Regions from separate parts of the Zea mays genome. Here region 2 is linked to region 1. Evidence: chromatin contacts called from public Hi-C data. All regions are on one chromosome and are shown on one strand. Each heading gives the region's core, a stretch centred on a gene start, on an enhancer-like site or on the middle of the called end of the contact. The rest is flanking DNA. Distances are from core to core; before and after follow the strand shown.

Region 1 (4,933 bases), core at 1,491-3,990:
ACATGATGCGAAATGTGACGACATCCACCGCTGCTGCCATGGAGCCGCTGCACGGGGAGAGAGAGGAAAGCTTCAAGAGGCGCTTCTTCCTGAGGGAGTGAGAGAACGACGAGACAAACCTAGACGCACCGGCGGAGGACAGGGCGTTCAGCCTCCATCACCGGTTGCTTTGGGGCAAGTAGTTCGGCTGGATGAGCTTCCTCAGCCACCCGCGCGGGCGCACCGGTCCTGGGGCCACCGCCACTGCCGCCTCGGCAGTGTCACTAGAGCGAATAGAAAGGAGAAGCCTGTAGCTGAGCAGGTCACGACTGCGCGGACGGAAGGACAGGGACAAAGCAGTGTTGAGCGAGCATGGAGAAAGTTGTGGTGCCGACAAATCGAAACAAAAAAGTTGTACAGTCGCGTCGTCCTCTAGCCACAACACGTCTATGGAGGGAATGGGACAAACCTCTTTCATAGCAGCAACAGGAGCAACGATGAAGGTGACAGTGCAAAAGACGACGGATTCGATGCGACTTGCGAAGCCGATGACTGAAGCCAAAGCTGCCGGGAAAGATGAAACGCCTGGAAGAGAAGATGAAATGACGGCGAGAGGGACAACGAGGAGAGGGACGATGTGGAGGGAGCGAGGACAGGCATCGGAAGTATCCAGAAGCAGAGGGAGCGAGAGGAAACATATATCCATGATCCAACGATCAGAAGGGAGCGAGGAGAGGCGGAGCGAGCGAGGGAGCGAGAGGAGACATCAACCTTTGATTGGCACGGCTATAATGCCAACTGCTGACGTGGCCGAACCTGAGGGCAGATTTCCTTCCTGCTTTAATATATAGAAATTACAAGCAAACAAGCAAGGGTTTGCCCTTGTATAGAAATAAATTACAAGCAAGGGCTTCCATGATAAATATTACAAGCAAACAAGCAAGGGCCTTCTCAACTAGATCTACCATTTCAGTGGCTCATGGTTTGTCTGAACCAAAAATGTTACAAACATAATGTAGACGACGTGTTTCCCTCAAGCATCAAGGACGCGGTAGATGACGACGAAGCAGGGCAGGATGGCCCTGGGGTTGGCCACGAAGAGCTCCTCGAGGTTCCCGTACATGCTGCTGCTGACGGCGTCCTCGACGGCCACCGAGTCGAACGGGCCTTCCTGATCCTCATCGGCAGCGTTCGACGTGGCACCGCCGCCGCCGCCGCGACGGACCCGGCCGGCGATGACGCGGCACACCAGCATGGCGCGGCAGGCAGCAGCGTCGTTCGCCGGCTGCTGGGTCTGCTGCACCGACGATGGAGAAGCCGAGCAGCCGCAGTCGTGCGCGCGAGCGCTGCTGGCCGTGGTGCGCACCCCGAGCGGGTGCGCGCCCGCCCACGGCGCGAAGCCGTGCCGGATGGCCGTGCACACGCCGCAGGGCGACGAAGCACCGCCGGCGCAGCAGAGGGCGGTCGCGCCGCCGAGGCCGAGCGCGCACGCGAGCGGCGCGGAGTGGAACCTGAGCAGCTCGTTGCCGTCGGCCGCTACCCGGGCGGCGGCGCGGCAGCGGGAGCGGGAGCGGACGGCGTCGCGGTAGGCCTCGAAGCGGGCGACGGTGCGCGGGGCGTTGTGGACCTTGAGGATGCGGTCGATGTGGCAGATGGGGCGGCCCCGCTTCTGCCAGCTCGAGTTGAAGATGATATCCACGATGTTGCGCCCGGAGTCCTCCGGACCCAGCTCAGACACTGCGAATTATGAATTCAAGTCTATCTTCTGTTAGCCATTGTCATGTGGAGCCTCGTTTTATCAATCTTTCATGTGACTAGGGAGCGTATACTATACCTGCGTGGCGAATGGCCTGGTGGTGCTCCAAGCTGTCGGCCATGGTGAACACCTCGCCGCACTGCGGGCACGCGCACAGCTCCCTCGGCCTCGGGTACCGCCGCCTGGTGATCGTTAATCGTGCATTAATCATGGTTATTTGCTTTAAAAAAAGGTTGATGGGTCGGAATCGTACGGACCTCGACATGGGCTCCACGTCGATGGCGCGGCACTCGTAGCAGCCGGAGAGGCCCCGCAGGGAGGAGTGGTGGCTGCTGCTGCCGGCGCCAGAGGCAGCGGAGGAGGACGGGGCGCGGCGGCGGTTCAGCGGTGCCGTGTCGCGGTCGCCCGACGCGGAGGAGAGCACGACGTCGCGCATGGCGCAGAGCGACGCGCCGCGGAGCCGCGCCAGCGCCGACGGGTCGTGCACGCGCGCCGCCGCCGTCGCGGTCCGGCAGCTCAGCAGGCTCTTCACCTGCTCCCAGGACGAGGACGCCGCCGCGGCCCTGTTCTTCGTCGGCTGGCCTCGGCGCTGCTGGTACTGGTACTGGGCGTGGTTGTTCTTGCCCGCCGCACGGACCTTGGGGCTTGGTGCGCCTGGCGGTGGCGGGGTTCTCGGTGCCAACGGGAGCGACGGCTGTGGTGATGGCGGCGGCGGCGGCTTCTTCTTGCGCTTGCTGCCGTGGTGGTGGTCATGCCGCCGGCTGTGGGTGCGGTGGTCGCCGGCGGTGGGCGTAGAGACTGAGGGGAGCAGAAGGGTGGCGAGAGGCATACCTGAATTCTTCGATTGTTTGTGACTAGCTAGTGTTTGTTTGGCCTTTGCACTCTCACTACTAGTTTCCTAGCTCCTTTTATGTTCCATTCTACATAAAAGGAATTAACAAATCTCTTTTTTTAGTACATGAACATTTGGAAATGATTTGTCTGATGTTGCATCATCACAAATACGTCTATGGAACTGCAAGAAGACAGAGGAGAGGAGGGGGACTACGTGGTAGGGTTAGGGTATGCGGCATGGCATCTTCAACCTAACATTGTGCAACACAGGACCATACATCCATCAGATGAGACCAGTCTGCTAAACTCTTGCAAAAACGTACTTGTCAGCAGCAATACCAATCATCGAATTTGGATTGGAGTAGCATGATCGGTTCTGACATGACATGCTTGCATTGCACGCACTGACCTGCTGCTGCGTGCAAATGGCTAGCTGTCGAGGCTGCCAGATGCAGGCCATTTCACATGTATGCGAGTTCAACTCTCTTCTGTCTTCTGAGAACAAGCATGGTTTACCTACCTGTAAATGCATCGCTTCTCATGGACCACAGACCCACCAGGCCAACTGCTCCCCCCTTATGGGCTGCATGGTCCATCCATCCATTTTCGATTTGGTTGCCTTCGACCTTTTGCTTGAAAAGATGACTTTTTTTTTTTGCAACAGCCGGCAGCCTTATTGAAAGTGCAAGTTTATGCAACTCAACTCAAACATAAGCATAATCACATGATTTTTGTTCAAAAAATAAAGAAACTTTAAACTGAAGCAGTGACATCCTCTCCACGGACGAGAAGGGCAACCAACAAAAAAAGTGTCCAAAATTAAGCCTCCAACTTTGACAGACAAAATGTGACACCACTGTAGCATCCAATACAAAGGTTTTTTTTAACATTAAAAGCCAACAACGATAATACAGCCTACAATACAAAGGTGTGTCCCAAACTGAAGGGTATTGCCTGCCTACAAGGGCGAATGGTTAATAAACAGCTTCCAAAATCCAGCAACAACAGTACAGATTTCCTTATACAGTGTACCCTCAAAAGTTCATACAATTCTCGGTGCTGTTATCAAGTCCCCAGACCAATGCACGACAGAAGAAGCAACTGCCAGTCTGCCACCCTCTGGCAAAGGTCACGAGTCCTCATCACTCTCGTTGCCAAAGACCGAAGAAACTTTCGTGGCAACCTTTGGCTTCTTGCTGGCACTACCAACTAGAACCTGTACTTGCAATGAAAATGTGGTCAACTTAGCAGTTATAATAGACATAGGCGTTGCAGTAAAAGAAAACGAAAGGTTCAATAAATTCTGAAATGACACAACAGTCTTATGAGTTTAATCAAAGAAAAAAAATAAGACACTAGATGCGTGTGATGTGTAGATCTACTATACTCCTGCTCTCTATATTTTGAACAAACAATATTACAGGTTAAAACTGCAGTAACACTAAATATTGGAGGTTCTAGGGAAAGAAATATGTAGTCTAATTCGACAAGAACTTGCAGCAGTGGCTTGTGGCCACAAAAATTCAACAGCACTGCAAGATTTGCCAATCAACAACGAACATCTCAACAATTTATAGGTCATGGAACCAACATTTCGAGCAAAGTCCTGAAATGCAAACAAATTGAATGGTATCCTCGAGATATCCACCTTGGAAGGAGCCATTTTAGAGAATCCGAACTTCAAGGTTTGCCTCTGATCCTGGTTGCTAGAGGCTGCCATGTTTTTGGGTGCCGCATCCTCCGTCTCTGACTTTTCTTGCTTATCCTTCTGCTGCTTCCTATGAGCATCCGCACTGAAGCTTCATTAAGGAAATCCAAGCTGCACATACAACCTACAATTCCTAATGAATATCTTAAGAAATAACATAGAATAGTCTTGTGGAATCCTTGAATTAAGTATGGATGGATACAGTTGAGCAATTTTTGCCAGCTCCTTCTCTTCTCGTTGTTGTTCACGTTTCTGTCTGTCATCTCGACTACCACTGCTGCTCTGCATTTCTCTCATTTCCTTAAACCTCTGCGACGAAGGTATTCAGAACCATGCAGATGAACATATATTAGAAAAATACAAATACAATTCATTAGGGAAATCAAAAGGGTACACAAAACAGATTACCTTCCTATGATTGTGGTCATATGAGCTCAAGTGACTCTCAAATTCATGAGCCAGCTTGTACTGCTTATTGCAGAGGTTGCAAAAGAACACCTTCTGTATCTCCTTGACTTCACTGCGGATTTTGTGCTCACGCTCTGCTATGACCTGGATTGTCATGATTTGCACCAAGCAGGGAAAAGAAACCACCAAATAAAAAGCGCACAAAATGCTGAAGACTCTTTAATGGTTGATGCTAGCTATCCTCACAT
Region 2 (4,933 bases), core at 782-3,281, 730 kb after region 1:
GCAGTGCACAATTGCATTGGGGCTGGATCAGTAGGATACCTTTAGTCTCCATGCTCTAGGCCCGTTAACTAACAAATCAGAGGGTACATGGTAGGCAGTAGATCTTGTACATTGGCGGCATGATTGTAGTTGTTACTCTGTTTCATCGACAGTTAAGATAGAATCAGCAAGTGCGGTAGGTCTCAGCTTAAACCTACCATTGGACTTAGCCTTTGTTTTGAACGGATTTGTGCGTATAGCAAGTTAGAGGGCAGCACAGTCCGAAGGCCATCAGTGTATGTTCTGGTCTTCGTTTGTTTGAAGAGCAGTAATATTGTACATCCTGACTATCACCGGTCAATCACCAATAGCAGATCTATAGAGGTTATGCAATTCTTTTAACGTGATTTATTGTCTCGTTTCTGAATGCATTGGATGTACAGTCCGGTTTGCTACATGCTACACTTGTCATTAGATGATGTTTTTCTTTCTTTCTTTCTTTCTGTTTCTACTATGGATCCAAACTTCGCTCATGTTTCTATTTGTCTTTGGTTCATTTCATCTCAAGATGTGCTATATTGGAGCTACTGTGAGGCTCGAGCTTTCTGGCAGGTTTGGCTTGAGGATGAACTGTGGTAAACAAAGGTAGGTCTGGCTGCCAACATGGTCAGGTCGCTTAACCTAAGCTGGCCAGGTGAATCTGTGGATTGCCAACGCAGTACCAGTTGTAGCGCCGATCAATACAACAGATCGCCGGATTTTGGCTGAAAAATGTGTAAATCAGGAACTTTTGGAATACAAGCGTCAACCAAAGAGCCTGGTCTTCAGTAAAATCACTCATGTACTGTACTGTACGTAATGCATGGGTAGGTACGGTCCCCATCGGCACGACGGCACCGGCACCACAATCACGGGGAGAGGACGGCAGGCTCCCATTTCTCTGCAGTCCATGTTTAAGGCTGAAAGCGATGTGTACGTGAAGTGGAGTGGAGAATCTACGCGAGCCGCTCGACCGCGCTGGTAGCAGAGAAAAAGACGGGCGCCTTTTCCTTTACGCCGCACCGGATCTGTGGTCTGTGGACGTGAGCGTAGCGGGGCTCACGGCCATGCAACGGGAATCTGCTTTTTTTCCCCCCGCAGCGTGGGGTGGTGCGACATCCAACAACGTCGACGGGAGCCGCTGCTGCGGTTTTATGCTGATTCCAAGGACCATTTCTCTCTCTCCTTTCTCAAACACACACACACACACGTTGAAATCAACGCTTCTTTTTTGTTTTCGGACATGTGTCAATGTCGCTATGTATAAGCAGCACTATCCATATTTGTTTCTTCCTAATTCCTAACTACGCCCTTCGCCCTGGAAATGACAGCGTAGTGTTAGGTACTTGGATAAAACAATTTAAAACTTGACCAAAATTATATTAATGATACACTATTACTTATCATACTAAATAAACAATACTCCCTCCATTCCCATTTCTAATTTGTTTGACTTTTTTACATAAAGTTTAACTGCTCATCTTATTTAAACATTTTGATAGTTATTACTAATTTTCACTGCGATATCATTTAACATACAATATACTTTATGTATGTCCTTGACCTTTTATTAATTTTTCGTAATTTTTTTGAATAAAATAAGTCAGTCAAATTTAATAAAAAAGCAAACAAGCTATATATTAGGTCCGATGGAGTATTTAAAATCATGTATGTTTATACTATTTATTTTTTTTACTAAATTTAGTCGAACATAAGGTAGTTTGACTTTAGCTAGACTGAGGATCTATTGCGTTTCTTTTCTAAAAAACTTCACCACGACCACTTCCATGTAGGAAGTGCAAAAATGTCAATGCATCCATCGATACCATGTTACTTTTCTTTTGTAAACAATAATTTATATGCTTTACTACTGCCGCTAGCACTTTGCAATCGTCCAGTCATTTTCAATGATTTTTCCCAAAAATTTGGTCAAAGAAGAGTAAACCCATACTACTGCCACCCTCCTATATAATACTCCATGTGGATTGTGGATAGCAGAAACACTCGTGGAAAGCATTAGACAAATCAGCACCTGGGCTTGTCATCAACCGCCGCGCCGCGCCGCGCCGACTAGTCGGTGGCCGTAGCGCACCTGTACCGCCCGCACCGCGCGGTCGAACACCTCGCGCGCATCCATGGCCACCACCCACCTCCTCACTCCACCCCGCGTCCACCACCCTTCCCCCTCCGCTTCCTCCTCTGTGGCTCGCGTCCGCGCCACCGCCTCGCTCGCGCACCCGCTCCACCTCTGCCGCCTCCGCCTCGCCGCCCCGCGCTCGCGCTCCCCCTCCCCACGGCACGGGCGGCGCGCCATGTCGGTCCGCAGCTCCCTCATCGACCCGGACGGCGGCGCGCTCGTCGAGCTCGTCGCCCCGCCCGACCGCCTCCCGGCGCTGCGCGCGGAGGCGGAGGCGCTCCCGCGGGTGCGCCTCGCCCCCGTCGACCTCCAGTGGGCGCACGTGCTCGCCGAGGGGTGGGCCAGCCCGCTCCGCGGGTTCATGCGCGAGCACGAGTACCTGCAGAGCCTCCACTTCAACTGCGTTCGCCTCCCCGACGGGGGCCTCGTCAACATGTCGCTCCCCATCGTGCTCGCCATCGGGGACGCCGACAAGGAGCAGATCGGGGGTAAGCCGGACGTCGCGTTACAAGGGCCCGACGGCGGTGTCGTCGCCATCCTGCGCAGGTACGTACGTCCTGATCCTCCTCCGTTTCTTATTCCTACCAAAAAACATGCATTCTTAGTCTTATGTGTTTTGCGTGCTAAATCGCTTCTTCCGTTTCGGCATTCGTGGTTCGAGCAAACACAAAAGGCACAGCATTCTTGTACTGTATTAACTGCGACTTTGGTTAGAATTTATGTGGGGGTAAATTGTTTCGTTAATGATATTTAATTGAAATTCCTCTGGATCTCATGGCATTATGCCTGCCGGGTATCTGTGGTTTTAGTTTTGTATATCCACGTATGTTTGAGTAATGTAGCAAGCATCTGATAAATGAATTATGCTGCACTTGGGCAACTTTTGCTTTTGACAATTTAATTGAGGTAAATTCCATGGAAGCATCTTAGGTCTGCTGCTTGTTCTTTATAGTCCACACTTTGGATGGTTTGGGGGGCCATAACAGCACTACCAAATTCAATGGATGGGATTTTTTTGGATAAAAGTTATTGTCCTCCGACAGCGCTATCCCTTTTCCCATCATGTCACCCTCAATTTTATTGCATAAGGATTCCCTTGGCAGGCGTATTTGACCATATGATTAGTAAGCAACTTGGTCCTAATATCTCTGTGAGTGGTTATCAGGTTACATGACCATTGCTCAAGTGGTACTGTTGTTGTTCTGGATGCAACTTTAACTTGGCCCATCTGAAGTCTGAACTAATACATTTAATGACAAAAAATCAACTTGATTTGAAACTTAAAATCTTTGTAGTTATTAGTTGATTGTGAGACCAATGATGCTTTTTGTGTGGCCCTGCAAGTTGTCATGTTGATGTGATCTCATCTCATGTTGAAGATCCCTTCATGACACTTCCTTGCCCACTTTATGGAGCATGGAGCAATATCACAATCATTTTGTCACTCCCATCTGTTAGTCTCAATTATACTGTCATGGGCATAATAAGGAGCGAGAGGCAACAGCCAGGCTGGGATAAGGCTAGAGAATAAGATTGAGATGAGCTAGGATAAGGTTAGAGAATAAGATTGAAATGAGAGAATTGTGGAGAGTTGGTTAGCATCAGATAAGTCCAAGAAAGGAGTTAGTTGAGAGTTTGTAGGAGAAGTTGGTTAGCCATAGGGCTATTTATAAGCCGCATAGCAGCAAGGAATAAATCAAGCAAGATCATTATCAAACCAATCTCTCTCCCTTGCAATGACCCTCTCAAGCGCCTAGGGCTGCTACCCTAGAACCAAGCCTGCGGCAGAGGGGTATAACCTCGCCGGAGAAGACAGCTATCCCCATGGACCGAAGGTTCATGACACCACCTGGTATTGTCATGGGCATAATAAGGAGCGAGAGGCAACAGCCAGGCTGGGATAAGACTAGAGAATAAGATTGAGATGAGCTAGGATAAGGTTAGAGAATAAGATTGAAATGAGAGAATTGTGGAGAGTTGGTTAGCATCAGATAAGTCCAAGAAAGTAGGAGTTAGTTGAGAGTTTGTAGGAGAAGTTGGTTAGCCATAGGGCTATTTATAAGCCGCATGGCAGCAGGGAATAAATCAAGCAAGATCATTATCAAACCAATCTCTCTCTCTCTTGCAATGACCCTCTCAAGCGCCTAGGGCTGCTACCCTAGAACCAAGCCTGCGGCAGAGGGGTATAACCTCGCCGGAGAAGACAGCTATCCCCATGGACAGGTCCATGACACCTGGTATCAGCTCCAGGTTATCCTCACCACCACCAGCCGCCCATCCCTCACCACCACCAGCCGCTGCGCCATCTGCCGCCGCAACGCCCTCCCACCCGCCCTCTCCAACTCTAGATGCATTCACTCGGCTCGAAGAGAAGTGGGATCAATTCGTTGTGATGTTCCACCGCTACAAGGAGAAGACAGAGAAGGAACTCCAAGCAGCGGTGCGGCTTCAGGTGGCAGCGCGAGGGTTCCTGGCACGCCGCCAAGTACAGTCCCTTCGTGGGGAGAAGCACCTTGTTGTGGCCTCCAGGGCCACCCCATGGCCGTCATCACATGAGCAGGCCGTGGTGCGCCTGCAAGCCGCAGTGCGCGGCTTCCTTGTTAGGCGGGCGTGCGGAAGTTGCACTTGCTGATCAGCTCATCGCTGCACCAACTCGCAGCCTACGCGTCCAACCACCAGGTCTCGTCTATACTTTTTGAACCCCCTGCAGAAGTCGAGATCTGGGTATGCAGCCCCCTGCACGGCCAAAGAGGGTCGTCTCCCTCATTCGGGCAACTG

Evidence for each region. Hi-C and Micro-C count contacts between places; a contact is called where the count stands out from the background.
Region 2: a Hi-C map of ear shows a contact between it and region 1, with 3 times the contacts expected there. The contact joins the promoter of LOC100281036 here to the promoter of LOC100502466 in region 1. A contact is called at or near these places in 4 of 25 Hi-C or Micro-C datasets (bundle sheath, ear, endosperm and 1 more).

The regions. Positions count from the first base shown.
Region 1 is chr2:115,227,018-115,231,950 of Zm-B73-REFERENCE-NAM-5.0, forward strand. It overlaps LOC100502466 (C2H2-like zinc finger protein), which reads right to left and starts at 2,741. Exons shown (of 3, transcript NM_001196944.1): 1 at 1,993-2,741; 2 at 1,814-1,917; 3 at 864-1,716. The coding sequence starts at 2,564. The coding sequence ends at 1,013. It overlaps LOC100273179, which reads right to left. Exons shown (of 5, transcript NM_001147624.1): 3 at 4,686-4,933; 4 at 4,480-4,586; 5 at 3,968-4,362. The coding sequence starts at 4,841. The coding sequence ends at 4,011.
Region 2 is chr2:115,956,258-115,961,190 of Zm-B73-REFERENCE-NAM-5.0, forward strand. LOC100281036 (bifunctional 3-phosphoadenosine 5-phosphosulfate synthetase 2) reads left to right here and starts at 2,032. Exons shown (of 5, transcript NM_001153955.2): 1 at 2,032-2,701. The coding sequence starts at 2,154. LOC100285276 reads left to right here. Exons shown (of 13, transcript NM_001158169.2): 13 at 1-437.